2 separate regions of the Sus scrofa genome follow, and region 2 is linked to region 1. The links are chromatin contacts, called in public Hi-C maps. All regions are on one chromosome and are shown on one strand. The core of a region is the stretch at or near the end of the contact, and the rest is flanking DNA. Distances in the headings are between cores, read along the strand shown. Region 1 holds the start of EXOC8 (exocyst complex component 8). Region 2 holds the start of C14H1orf131.

Region 1 (3,433 bases), core at 748-3,247:
CACAGCTCTTCATCTCCTCTTTGAGTTTACCCAGGGCCTCTGGAGTCATCAAGTTCATCCTCCTCCACATCTCCTCTGAGTTGCGATGCTTAGTGGCTTCGATGATGATTTCCTTGTAGCTGTGCAAGGCCCCCTGGATGTCTTTCACCAGGAGGGTGTGGATGATGAAGGTGAGGTCTAGCCCGATGTCACCCAGCTGCTGACAATGCTCCTTGGCCACCTTCACACACTCAGCTGCAGTGGAGAGGCTCTCCTTACTGTCGAACACCTGTTTGCTAAAGGCAGCCGCAAACGTGCCCAGGGCTGACCTCGCCCAGACCACGAAGGCCGAGTAGCAGCCCCCGTCGGTGCCTGCGAAGTCCGCCTCAAACTCCCTGGCCGTCTCGAGAAGGCTGGTGAAGAAGACGTGGCAGAGCTTGTGAATATAGAGTAAGGTGGCACCCTCGATGCGAAGCTGGCGGATTGCGGTATGCACAGCTGCTGCCCTGTTTCTCAAGAACAGCTCGCAAGCCTTAGTGCACTGGCCAAGCCGGATTAGTTGAGAAACGGCCCGACGCGTAGCCTTGGGACCGCCTCTCAGGGACCGATCCGGGGAGAGTTCAAAAACCAGCACCTCGGTGAGCTGGCGGACACGCTCATCCACTCTGGCCCTCAGTTCTTTTACAGCAGGTGGACTGGGCTTATCTTCCAGGTACTGGTTCAACTTATCCAGCAGGTCAACGGCCCCTTCAAAGTCCCTCTGGGCGATGCAAACATCCAGGTCTTCGGGCAATTCCTGGATCCATTCCATTGAGAGGTCCACCTTCTCTTCTTCCGCCTCAGGAACAGCTGGTTCGTCGTCGTCTTCATCTTCAAACGGGTTGCTGGCCTTGGAAGTCACTTGGGGTGGCCCTCGAGGGGCCGCTGCCTCCTCCTGCTCCCTGCGTCTTTTCTCACTGAGGGCCCTCTTGGTTTCCTCCAACACTTCCAGCCACTCGCGTTTGATTTTTGCATTTTCCGCCTGAAAAATACGACTCTCGGGAAACATTAGCAACTTGAACATGTCCTTCATGGGGGGATTGTCCTTGACATTGACTACGGCCAAACCATCCAGGGGATAGAGGGCGTCGTAGCGATACATCCCCCGCCGCTGTGGCAACCAGGTGGCCACCAGCAAACAGTCGTTCATGAGAAAGCCGTGCACTCGCTGCAACTGGGCCATATGATCCGCCTCGTATTCCACCAGGTCCCCGTTGTACACCAGGTACTGTCCCGGCGTCTCCAGCAGGTGCCTGCAGCCTTCCACCTTCTCCAGCAGAGTGGTAAGAGTGCGCTGCTTCCCTTCCTCGCCCGGACCAGAACTGTCGCGGGAGGCGCCCCCGGGACTTGGGAAAAAGCCAGCCTGGCCCCGGAGGTGATCGCGGCCCCCCGCGCTGCCTCCACCCTCCTCCCCTCCGGAGGCGGTGGCGGCCCCAGCAGCGGCTGCGGCGGCGGCCGGCAGCAGGGTGAGCGGGATGCTCTCCAGGTTGCTCTTCTGCTCGGTCAGCAGATGGCTAAGCTGGTACATCTCGCTCTCCAGGTAGGAGATCTCGCGGGCCGTCTCTATGAACTGCCGGTAGTTCTGGTAGACGTTACGCTTCAGGTTCTGCGCCGTCTCCTCCGCCAGCGCCTGGATGCGCTGCCGGTGCTCCTGCAGGTCCCGGTCCCCGTCCGACTGCTGCGAGAGCTGCTTCACGTACAGCCGCGCCTCGAAGCTGCCCGACTCCAGCTGCCGCCGCAGGCGGCTCGCCCCACTGTCTGACATCGCCATCGCCATTTCCGTCGGGGACTCACGTAGTCACTGTCACTATTACTACCGCCGCCGCTGCCGCCGCCGCCACTGTCGAGGCCCACCCAACCCGGCCGAGTCCAGGGCTGAGGAAGCAGGATGGAAGACAGGCGAGTACGCCTGCGCCCGGGTCTGAAGTCCGGACACTGCGCCTGCGCAAGATGCCCCTCGCAAACAGCGCGCCGGCGCAGGGTCGCCAGTGGCCTAGGGCGCATGCGCCGGAGAAGCTCCTGCGGAAGCGAGTGGAGGGCGGAGCAGCGAGGTGTAGATACTGCGCATGGGCCGAGCATGACGTTGATGTTTGACCGTACCCGCGAACCGTAAAGGCGGTATCCGGCTACTTGAAACCTTCCTCGGGCTCAAGCTTCGGGAACCCAAGTGTTGAGCCCACTAGGAGGTGTCATGCTGAATTTTCTTTGTTGTTTTAAGCCCTAGAATCTTGACTGGAGTTCGGGGCACGCTCGGTTCTCTTTCTCGAGCCGGAGTTTACTAGGTCTCGCGAGATCTGTGGCCTGACCCGAGAGTGGCCTGGGAGCTGGTATCTCCTAGGAGCACGGCTAGGCTCTCTGAGCCATCTGGACTCCGCCTGGTAGCCGGGCAGCCATGGATGAGGACCTGGTTCTGGCTCTTCGGCTTCAGGAAGAGTGGAACTTGCAGGTCTCGGAGCGCAATCCGGCCCAGGAGCCCCTGTCGCTGGTGGACGCGTCCTGGGAGTTGGTGGACCCCACGCCGGATTTGCAGGCCCTGTTTGTGCAGTTCAACGATCGTTTCTTCTGGGGCAAACTGGAGGCGGTGGAAGTGAAGTGGAGCGTGCGGATGACGCTGTGAGTGCCGAGCCCGCCGGGACCGGACAGCTGGCGGCCCTTCCGCTGCCCCGGCGCCGGGGCAGTGACCCGGGTCGGGTCTAGGGACAGCCAGCCGTTCTCGGGCTTCCTCTCCCTTCCCTTCCTTCCTCTCTCACTGCCCTTGGTTAGCTCTCAGAAAGCCGTGTGGCCCACCCCGCGGCGATCTGACCGGTAAGGAACACAGTGAGAGAGAAGGATGTTTCTCAGTTTCCAGGAAAATGAGTTCACCCCTTTCCCCTTTCTGATCTAGGACCCAGGAGGGAGAAACAGCCAGAATCGGCCCCTAAAGATGCTGAGGGCGCCGGGAAGTGTGCTGTCCTCAGCTGTGGTCTTTACGGCGCCGCTGCCTTGCAGTGAGCCGTGTGTCAGCTTGGGAAGGGGTCTATGTTTCCATAACTTTGGGACGCGGGGGTCTTCCGGGAGCCCTGTGAAAGGACCCTTTTCTTACCCGCTGAGTTGGAGAAAACCCCTTTTGAAATAAACGACTCCTGTACACCAACGGAGTTAACAAGTTTAAGGTGTAGCTGAACACTACCTGCTAGTTTTTGAATTGATACAAAACCACCTAGAATAAGGAGTTAAGATATGATATGAAGTTGCGTTGAAAGCACAGTTCTCCTTCATATATAATTATAATTTCGGAGGAACACTAGTGGAGATCTGGCCCTTTCCACCACAGACTGGTTGATTACACCTTTTAGGGAGAGGACAGGCAGCAGCAGGATGGGATTATCTTTGAGCTGCCTGGTTAGAGTAAGGGAGGCCACTGCTGTTCCCATTT
Region 2 (3,330 bases), core at 304-2,803, 48 kb before region 1:
ACTCAGGCTCTGCAAACGACTAGCTGAAGTTCAGCAAGTTATTTGATCTTTAGTGCTTGTTTCTACAACAATGGGATCAGTTTTGTAGTAATGACCTTTTTTTTTTTTTTTTTTTTTTGTCTTTTTGTCTTTTTAGGGCCGCACCCACAGCATATGGAGGTTCCCAGGCTAGGGGCTGAATTGGAGCTACAGCTGCTGGCCTACGCCACAGACACAGCAACGCCAGATCAGAGCCACGTCTGTGACCTACACCACAGCTCACGGCAACGCCGGATCCTTAACCCACTGAGTGAGGCCAGGGATCAAACCCACAACCTCATGGTTCCTAGTCCAATTCATTTCCACTGCACCAAGACAGGAACGCCTGTTTTGTAGTAATGGTCTTAATGGCAATATCTGTTTCCTAGGATTGCTGTGGAAATTAAATGAGTAAATACATGAAAAACATGGAGTATATGGTAAATGCGCAATACTTTTGAAGCTATTATTCCCACTGATTAATGAGCTTAGAATTTTGAGCCCCAAAATAAACTAGTAAGATCACACTACAAATTGAAGAAACATGTTTGGCTTTTAAAGGCACTTTTCCCTTAAGATTACCTGTGGTGCAGGAACAAGTGATGTCACCTTCCCTGGGGCAAGTTCTTCAGAGTGTGCGGAACTTCTAACTGAAGTGCCAAGCGCATATATATTCAGTGGTAAGCCTTTTTATTTTTCTCTTCCCCAATCAAGATAAAGGAGAGCATAAGTCCGCCAACTTATGGGTGAAAGGTCGTGAAAAGCTTCATGTGCAAACGATGGCAGGGAACACCAAAGGATGAGGCCCTCAGGACAAGGTGGCATCATGCCCCAGGGTTAGGCGGGTCTGTGGGGTGGCGTGGGGGAAAGGGGGCTTCCCAGAAGTCCGGAATAAGTGAAAAAGATGCTATTTCGAGAGCCCAAGGTTCTGTGGACATCTCCCCGTTAGGTCCGAAAGGTCTGGCGCTTCCCACAAGCAAGCGGATTGGTCCCCACACTCAGGGACGAGTTGGGAGGTTTGATTCATAAAGACAACTCAACAGAGCCGGGTCGTGGGGGAAGGAGAAGGGTGATCTCAGACGGACCCACTGTCGGAACCAGTTTGGAGGAGCTGATCTTTAGCTTGAGAGAGGGCGCCGGCCCAATTCGGTGCGCACTGGAGACCCTCGGCTTCTCAAGTTCGCTCTCCACGTGGGTTCCGAGGCCCCGCACTCACCAAAATCGTAGAGGTTCTGGAGCAGAGCATCCAGCAGGGTCTGAGAGCCGGGAGACGCGGGGGTGGGTAGGCCCGGATCCTGCGCCATCGTGGGGCCGGCCACGAGGAAGGAGCCCCGGACTCGCGCCGTGCGGCGCCCAGCTTCCGGGGTCTGACGAGCTGCGCGCGCGCCACAAGTCCCCGCGCGGCTTCCGTCCTGGCTAAGATGGCGGCGCCCGGGGTGTCTTGGAGCGGCCGCAGAGGGTGCTGCCGCCCGAGGCGAGGTCGGGCCGCCCCGCGCGGAAGAACCGCCCCCAGCGGCAGTAGCACCACCGTCTAGCTAAGAATTCCAGTTCACGCCCGGAACTGCAGCTGCAGTATGGATTCTTCCAGTTCATCCAACTCTTGTTTCTCCGTTGGCTCCACCAGTCCCGGCGCTGTCTTGCTCCTCTACTCGGTAGGTACCCAGAGTAGCACAAGGTCCCGGGCGGGGCCGCGAGAGACGACCCCTCCCTCCTCCCGTTCCCGACTGCCTCGGGGCTGCGACCCCCTAGCCCAAAAGAGTGGGTCCAGAGACCCCCTGGAGGGGTTAGGTGGTTCATTTGGTTTCCAAGGCAACGGTGTATCGCCGCGTGTGTGATGTCAATGTGCTTTTAGAAGTTTCTCCCGGTGATGGTTCCTCTGGTTCCTTTCCACTCGTTCCTTCCCTTTCACTCCGCCCGGCGCTGGGCCTTCAGAAGCACCTGACCCACGGACGAGAGGAGGGATCTGGGGTCTCTCCGTCTGCAGCCCGGGCGCGTCGGGCTACCTTCTGGGCAAACGTGAGAAGCCTGCAGTCTGACTCCGCCTCAGCTAGCCAGTGGCTGTCCAAGCCGCTCTTTTGTGGCTGTGATATTCCCGGGAGGAAAAGTATTTGGCTTGAGGGTGGGCATCGACATTCTTTATGTTTTTAACCTAAGAAGATTTGGAACTTCTGGAAATTTCTATCGTGTTTTTGTCTTCCATCCTCATTGCACTTTTTCTACAAGTCGTTTTGGAAGACAACTAATGCCACCCAGTCTATCTACAATTTGTCCTTTCACCACCCACCCCAATCCCCTTTCCTGACTTTAGCCGGCCTTTTTTTGTTTGTTTTGTTTTTTTGTTTTGTTTTGTTTTTAACCAACGGAATGTTGGTCATTCACAATTTTTGTAGAGAAATTCTTAAGTGGAAGCTTTGTAGCTCTCAGGATTTACAACCCTGGGCAACTGACTTTTTTTTGTTAAACCACTAAATTAGTTTTTATTTGCTTTAGGAGGAAATAAAAGAATGCACTTTAAAGGCATATTACCTTGTACTGGCTTAAATATAATGTTAATTTATGTAGGAAGGGGTAACAGGAAAACAAAAGAACAAGATAACCTAGTTTCTTTTTTTCTTTTCTTTTTGTTGGCCACAAGGAGCAATGGCTTGATATGAGATTTCAGTTCACAGACAGGGATTGAACCCCAACACAGCAGTGAAAGCACCAAGTCCTAGCCGTTAGATCACCAGAGAACTCCCAGCAAACCAGTTTCAAAAGAGAATATATAGAGAGTTCCTGTTGTGGCTCAGCAGTAACGAATCCAGCTAGTATCCATAAGGATGTGCATTGCATCCCTGGCCTCACTCAGTGGGTTAAGGATCCAGCATTGCCATGAGCTGTGGTGTAGGTTGCAGACATAGCTCAGATTACAGAGTTGCTGTGGCGTAGGCCGGCAGCCACAGCTCCGATTTGACCCCTACTAGCCTGGGAACTTCCATATGCTGCACTTGCGGCCCTAAAAAAAAAAAAAAAAGGCAGAGAATGTATATTCACGTGGCTGCTTAAAAATTGGGAACCCAGTATTCTTTGGACCATGGGGAAACTCTGTTCTCTTGCTGTCGAGTGTTCTGGGGTTGTAGTTGGTGCTGATTGTCTACCACCCTAAGATCGATCACTTCAACCTCTCCCCTTGTTGACCTCTCTGCACAGTTCGGTGGTGAAATATTTCTGCCTTGGGATGTAGGGAAGAGGTTTGCTGTGTAGCCCTGACTCTTTCAGCACTAAACTAGTTTGTGAATTAATGGCAGTTTTCCTCATGTGTATTAAAAGAAA

What was found. Hi-C and Micro-C count contacts between places; a contact is called where the count stands out from the background.
Region 2: a contact with region 1 is called in a Hi-C map of liver, with 4 times the contacts expected there. The contact joins the promoter of C14H1orf131 here to the promoter of EXOC8 in region 1. A contact is called at or near these places in 1 of 5 promoter capture datasets (liver), 9 of 47 Hi-C or Micro-C datasets (alveolar macrophages, brain, heart right ventricle and 3 more) and 2 of 2 datasets of contacts at active chromatin or transcription factors (alveolar macrophages and skeletal muscle).

Annotation. Positions count from the first base shown.
Region 1 is chr14:59,190,909-59,194,341 of Sscrofa11.1, reverse strand. EXOC8 (exocyst complex component 8) reads right to left here and starts at 1,997. Exons shown (of 1, transcript XM_005674519.3): 1 at 1-1,997. The coding sequence starts at 1,795. SPRTN (SprT-like N-terminal domain) reads left to right here and starts at 2,121. Exons shown (of 5, transcript NM_001243554.1): 1 at 2,121-2,631. The coding sequence starts at 2,411.
Region 2 is chr14:59,238,566-59,241,895 of Sscrofa11.1, reverse strand. C14H1orf131 reads right to left here and starts at 1,553. Exons shown (of 7, transcript XM_001925586.5): 1 at 1,235-1,553. The coding sequence starts at 1,553. It overlaps GNPAT (glyceronephosphate O-acyltransferase), which reads left to right and starts at 1,593. Exons shown (of 16, transcript NM_001185140.1): 1 at 1,593-1,670. The coding sequence starts at 1,593.